Linked DNA regions of Gossypium raimondii: region 1 is linked to region 2. A link is a contact called in public Hi-C data. All regions are on one chromosome and are shown on one strand. Each heading gives the region's core, a stretch centred on a gene start, on an enhancer-like site or on the middle of the called end of the contact. The rest is flanking DNA. Distances are from core to core; before and after follow the strand shown. Region 1 holds the start of LOC105801584 (transcription factor UNE12-like). Region 2 holds the start of LOC105804429.

Region 1 (3,396 bases), core at 464-2,963, 230 kb before region 2:
GCTTTTATAGCCGAATATATTACACTTAAACTGTTGTTTTTTTTACTGTTTTTCTACTTTTCTTTGCATGTTTGTCTTTGTCCTTGTGTTTTCTTTTTGCAGGTGGCGGTGGAGTCAACAGTGGGGAGAGGCGCTCCCTTGCTGTTTTGGTGAAAAGGTTGCAGACCTTGGGCTGCGTTCGTGCTGACATGGCGAAGACATAGGAGTGGCTGCGGCGGGAGGCTTAGAGGAATTAGAGTTTTCTGTTTTAGGTTTAGGGGATTTGTGCTTGGGCTTAGGTAGTTGGGTATTTAAGGTTTTTTTTTTTTTGTAAATGGACTGTTTTTTTTCATTGGACTTTATTATTTTTTGTTTTAACTTGATTTTTTTGTTTTATTTGTTTGGGCCGGGCAAAATTGGGCTTCTACACTCCAATTTCAACCATTAGATTTTAAAATTCTAAAACAAGCTAAACCAACAAATGAAACTTTAGGAAAGGAAAAAATTACATCATCTTAAAAATAGAAATATGAAAAAGAAATGTGAGAGAAAACAGGTAAAAGAGTTGATGATACCTTGACTTGGAGCCTCAGGAACTTCACATAATCTACAATTTCATCAAGCATGGCTGCTCTGTCAGTCTGCACAAAGAAACATACGTGACTTAAATGGAGTAAGGTGCATTATACATGGTTCTCTTCCCAAGACATAAATCTACCATTAAAGTCACCCATGTTTCAAAAAGATTGCTGCAATAATGAACTGTAATGTTATTACAAGATGAGGGATTAGGACATTAATCCATTCAATATCTGTACACAATATGAGTAATAGACGAATAGAGTTAGCTTGGAAATGTGCAAGTAGTTTCATAAGTAAATTTACGGCACGGTAAACAGAAAGGAATTTACCTTGTTAACACTAGGAACACGTTCCTGCAATGCCCTGATTCTTTCAGCAATTGTCTCCCTACCAAGGGAGAAAATTGAAGGGTTAAGTTCAGCATGGTTAGTCACAGTTGCAACCATTTGTTGAGCAGGTTCACTTCAGTTATGCAATTTCATGGCATAAGAAGTGGGCAATCAAAAGCAACTTCACCAGCTAAAAGAGAACGTAATGCTGACCCTCTTGTTTGGAGATGGGCAAATCACATGTCTTGCCATGTGAAATTGGTATTTCTTCATGATTTTCATTTTTTTCACCACTAATCCCTCAAGTTTTCATTTTTCAAATGTGATCTAATCTGCTATCTTATATGGTTTTTCGCTTAAAAAATTTCCAGGTAATCTTTCTTCATTCAAAAGCATAATTATGTTTTACTTCACTGTTCCCTTTCCTTTCTATTGCCGCAGACGCCCGTTTTGCTGAGATGACCACGGCAACTTTACATTACCGTTCGTGGAGGATTCCTTTTCACAGTAGGATTTGACGAAACTCCAACGCCGTTTGCCTTTATGGGAGGGTTGGTTATGGGGGTCGGGTTTTTTGAGGCCGAGTGTCCTGCGAACCACTTGGAAGCTTTGCCTATTGCTTTGGTTTGGTTGGTTGTCTACAGAAAGTTAGTTTAGTGGTGTAGAAGTAGGTGAAAAAGGTAAAAAAGGTAATAAAAAAAAGGGGGCTTGGGAGGTTTCTTGGGATTCATTTGCAGAGAAAAATGGAAGAAGGAGAAGTTTCATAAGCTTACTGAGAACTGAGAAAGGAGGGAGAGAGAAAGGGGAAGATGTAATCGGTAAAAGTTGGGTGACCAACTGGAAAAGTTACCCTAAAAATTAATTTAATGATTTTTATTTTAAAATTAAAATAAAATTGAACGTACGAAAATAAAAACATAAGCCAACAATCAAGCTTCATAAAATCAATTCAAAAAAAATATTTTTATAATTAAAATTCAGCAAATTGGATTGGATTTATTAAATAATTGGATGAGGAAATAAATGAACTTAAGGTGAAGGATTAGTTTCCATTGTTGTGTGATAGGAAAACGTAACAATCAGGGGTTGGTGATGAAAACACGGTTTGGGTAGGGTAGGCATTGTTAGTTCCCTTATATTTCACTCGTTACCTTTTCTCTTCTCATCATATTCATATTCTTTTTATTTATTATTATATATTTATGTAATTAATAATTTATTTATGAAAATTTCGTTCACTATTCGATTTTTTTTGAACAATGCTTGGAACTACTCATAACATTTTTTCAACTCATAAATATAAGGATAATGCGCTTCTGCGCACTCGACTCTACATTTTCCTGCATTGACAACAATGTCTATACCAATCAATCAAGTTGAGACACCGTCGGCATATGTTAATTTTTTAATATTATATAATATATGATTTCAAACAATATTGGGTTGGTAGTTGTTTGTTTTAAGTAAGAATAAAGAGACAAACTGGGTCTAAACCAATCTGCCAATAGCATAGCATAGGGAAGTTGGAATATAGTTTTCATTTCCAACAAAACGCAATATCATTATATGAAATAAAATAATAATTAAAATATTGCTTAAAACTGAAATACGAATATCATAACATATTCAAAATTTATATAAAAAAATATAAAATTTTAATTAATCAAAAGTCAATGGGAATTATTTATTTCATAAACTGTAGTTATTTGACTCTTTTTGCCTACCACATGATATTTTCCTTCAGCCGTTTTTCAATTAGATGACAAAGAAAGAGAGGTTGAGTGCTCTCACGAGCTACAAAAAGGGCGTGGGACATTTGCAGTACAAATTTCATTTTTTTTCCTGAAGGTGCCAGTTGTACGGTAAGATCCGCGGTACTACCGACGCTAGCAGTAAAACGCGCAACAGTCTATCCAGGTCACTTCCCCAATGAATCTGACCCCTTTTTTGTTTCTCATTCGATTTGCGAGAGCTCTTCACCGACCCCCTCATGCTATACAGTAAGCCAGACAATGCGTCCGGGTCGGACAATTTGGATCCAATTGAAAATTATATTTTATAATAGTATTCGTCAAATTTAATATTATAAAAACTTTATGTAATTTAAATGCATGATATAAATTATTAATGGTAGATTTATCAACAAGGGTTTTTAAGGAGTTTGGATGTAATTCACACCGTAATATCAAAAATCACCAAAAGATTTTATAGAGGATTTGGAAGCTTTTCACAAATCGTTTAAATTAAAACTCTTCATTTTAAGTTTTAAAAATAAAATGATAATGAATTAGATTGAGTTGTAGTCACGTTGACTTGGCATGATTAATCGAATAATTATTTGTCGTGAAGAGTGATAAGTAATGTGATTCTTCTCAATTAATCATCTTTAATAAAGTGAAGATGTTTTAGTGAAATATTTATAGAGGTACTTTTATTTTTATTTTTTATTTATAAAAAGATATAACTTAGATTTATTATATTATGTGTTATATGTATTCTATTATTC
Region 2 (3,878 bases), core at 915-3,414:
TATATTGTGGAAAGATAGCAACAATAATTATTATTCATCTGACTTCCATTATAGCTATTCTAACCAAAAATAAAGACAAATTAAAAATAAACAATAGTAATTTACCTTCCATTATTAATATTTCAACTGTTCCTTCCTCTGATTAACATATATCAGATTGAAAATTAGAATAACAATTACATCATGTTTAGTAAGCAAAATTTCATAAGAATTAAAATTTACTTTACTTGTCATAGTAAAATGTCAAGTGCAAATTAAAAATCAATGACAATAAGTATAGGCACATTAAACAAAATTCCCATACATAGCATACATATAAACTGAAAAATTAGGAACTTTAAAGGAAAGATGACAGAATTAAAGAGGAAGGAACCCTTTTAGGAGAAAAAAAAAAAAGAAACGAGTTTTTCTACTTATAATGGAGAATTATACAAACAAAGAGAGAGGCAAGGTTGCTCTTAACTGTTCATTGCCACGTGGACCATTATAACAAGATGCCAAGACCTCCTCACTGATAATCTGGGAGCTAACACTGCGACTAACAGACTGTAGAAGAGTAGAATTATATAGTTAACATTATACGTTTTAATTTCCAAATGTAAAAGCAGAGGATACTGCATAGGCAACCGCATGCTAATTTCTTTGAAAACCTATCACAAAAATGGAAGTTGTTTTGGTATTATATTAACTTCCTTAAATTAACCAACAAACTCGTAAATGCAGTTTCGGTAAAACCACAGCCCCTGCATTAACCTAGTCGGAAATAACTGTACCAGTTGTATGCACTTATGCTAGAAAAGATTAATATAACAACCAATTATATTTACTCAGAGTGAGCGTGCATATATAGCTTAAATCAATTGCAGTAAAATTCAGAAGGCTTGATATGAAGTCTATTGAAACAAAAAGCTATAGACAGCATAGCAGCATACACGAAAAATTGTGGCCATTTCTCCTGTAATTGATTCCACGTTAGATTCAGAAAGCCTATTAAGAAGACCTGGAACATAGAGAAAAATAAGTGGCGTGTCAAATTCCAAAAACGAGAAGTGAACTTACTAAAGTTAATTAAAAGTGAATATTCATACCTCGTACACGTCTGCGCATTCGAGTCTGCTCCTCTGATTCATTCTTTGTCTGGGATCTCAAGTGAGGAGCAACATATTTCCCGCTGCTCTCCATTCCAAGAGCCTTAGTTGAAATTTGACCTGACGCTACCTCTGCATTGTGGCACTCAGAATGCGGGGTAACAGAAAGGGCAGTTTCACCCACCATGTCACTTTCTTGTCCTTGCAGCAAAGACTTCCTCTTCTTACGCCTCTTTTGTGAAGGTGCCTTCACAGGAATTTCTACCACTGTTGTCTCTGAATACTCCTCCCCTTCGGAAGCTTCAATAGTTGAGTCATCTCCAATATCATCTTTGATAGCCTGCTGCACTGACTTTTTCTTTTTTCGTTTCTTACTTAAAGAATGGTTCACAGCTTCCTCATCAGAAAATCCTTCAAATAAAATATTAAGTCCATCATCATCTCCCCTTAATTTACCGCCCTTCACCTTGAGTTTCTTAGCAAGTTTCTTCTCCAATTCCAAGTCCTCTTGTGCAAGCATGTCCGAATTTGGCATCTCCATTTCAAGATACTCCTCGAACTTGGTTTTCGATGTTCTTTTCAAATCCTTCTTCGCTTTAGCTATCTTAGATTCATTAGCATCATGATCTTCCTCAGACTTCAATTCACTAACTCGTTGCACAATATCATTTTCTTTAACAAGCTGCATTCGTGAATTCTTTATTTTGTTCCCCTTTTTCGACTTTAAATCCCCTGCTTTTCTCTTCATCCTCAATGATTTCTGTAATCATAGAATTAACATCATATAACAGAGAGTGACTTTAGTTGTCCTACAATTTTTTCCTAATTGTTCTCACCTTCGTTACCAGGACTCGGCAATCTGGGGTGCAGTACCTGTGTCGACACGATTCGACACGGGATACGGGTCAGATCCAGCATAAACCAGCAGACACGGCGGTGAATGCAAACTGAGATGAGAAGAGAAGAAAAACAAAACTGATTTACGGAGACGAGAGAGAGAAGAGGGACGATGGTAGGAGGAAGATGATAGAAGAAAGAGGAAAGACGGTTCAAAATAAATGAACAAAAATTTAGGGTTACTAAACGCTGTACTCTGGTGGTAAAAAAAAAACGTTGTACCCTATATTATATTTAGGTTAAACTACAAAAATAATCCTATATCTTTGTTTAAGTTTACGTTTTGGTCATCAATGTTTCAATTCTAACAATTAGGTCACAGGCGTTATCAATTGATAACAATTTGGTCACTTTCCATTAGCAGTCATTAAGTGTTGGACAAAATCATAGCCGACCCATCAAATGGTGACGTGGCTTCCATGTCATTATCACATAATTTAAATATATATTTTTAATTTTTTCTTATTATTTTCCTTTCTTTCCTCTCCTCTCTCTTTATCTCTTCTTCTTTCTTTTCTCTCTTCTCCTCTTTTTATAACTCTATCCGCCATTGTCGAGAGCTTTTATCAAAAGCCATCAAAATAAAGATCATCATTCTTCAAAAGTCTTCACCCTCATCAAAGTTCATTAAAAAAACACAAAGTTTTTGTTATTTAAGCAACCTGAAGGTTAATTATTGAAGACTTGTCAGTATCCAGTTTTGAGATATCAATTACTTCATTTGAATCAAGTTCATGTCGAACTAGTTACAATAACAATCAACAAAACACATATATCAATAGAATCAAAAGCATTGTAATTTTGAAATTATTATTACCATGGGAGCTTGATCATTCTATGTTGGTTGATCCTTGATGAATTATTTATCATCCATGTCTTTGCCTCTGTTTACTTCTAGGATCCTACAGATATCCTAATGTCCATAAAGTCTTGCATCTATTAATGGCTTCACAAATAAAAACCAAAGAAATTAAACCCTAAATTTGTAGTTTTCACTAACTAATTGAATTGTAAACATTAATGCAAAAAATGGCGATGAAGTTGGGTGCATACACTACGGTTCCATTGGTCAATGAGGTTAATATTGGCCTTATAAAGGAGAAGAAACTCAACAATAGAGGCATGACCCTCACTAGTTGTGAGATGCAAGGTAGTTCTCTGGTCATAATCTTAAACGTCTATAATGCGCCAAAATTTGAGTTTTGTTATTAAGTTGTGTCGATGAATATGTGTATGCTTTTGTGGTTGTGTGTTCTATTTGCTCACTTGAGATCTGAGGTTCAAGTCTCATAAATTTTAGAATTTTTTAGTTTCTTTATTTGAACCTTTAACTTAGGATTTCTTGTTTAAGTTGAATTCGGTGCCTTTTTATGTCAAGAATGAGCCTGCTGGTTCACTAATTAAGCATATGCCTATTACCTAGTTTCGTGCTCGAGTCTTTGCGTACGCAACAAGGATTACATTTTTGCACTTTTTTTGTAAAAACTGAAATTTTAAATGCTCATTCCCTCTACCGTTACTTAGACATTTTTTTATTTCTTTATCCTTATTCTTTCCAAAATTGTTTTATTTTATTTAGTACGTTATTCTTAAAAAATTTCTTTTTGTTCTGTTCACCTTGTGTAATTGTTGCGTCCGGTTATGGTATTACTTATTCCAGTGTGCTTTAAGGTATAAGTTGAGTCGATTATCTTCGTTATATTGCGTTGTTGTGCAATTTAGGGATTTTTTTCTAAAATCTTGAAGTTGATAGTCTTGTTGTGCCTTGTGTTTCGATGCACTAGGAGAGATTCAAGGGACATTTAACACCTCCCATTTTACTTAGGAACGGAACATGTATTGCAAATTTACGGTAAGTAGACTTTCACCCGTTTCATGTAGTGAGCCGAAAGT

What was found. Hi-C and Micro-C count contacts between places; a contact is called where the count stands out from the background.
Region 1: a Hi-C map of leaf shows a contact between it and region 2, with 2.3 times the contacts expected there. The contact joins the promoter of LOC105801584 here to the promoter of LOC105804429 in region 2. A contact is called at or near these places in 2 of 2 Hi-C or Micro-C datasets (both in leaf).

What each region holds. Positions count from the first base shown.
Region 1 is chr11:17,333,215-17,336,610 of ASM2569854v1, reverse strand. LOC105801584 (transcription factor UNE12-like) reads right to left here and starts at 1,713. Exons shown (of 2, transcript XM_052623468.1): 1 at 891-1,713; 2 at 450-620. The coding sequence starts at 1,007. The coding sequence ends at 495.
Region 2 is chr11:17,106,316-17,110,193 of ASM2569854v1, reverse strand. It overlaps LOC105804429, which reads right to left and starts at 2,164. Exons shown (of 12, transcript XM_012637055.2): 1 at 1,925-2,164; 2 at 1,089-1,848; 3 at 933-1,000; 4 at 464-546. The coding sequence starts at 1,836.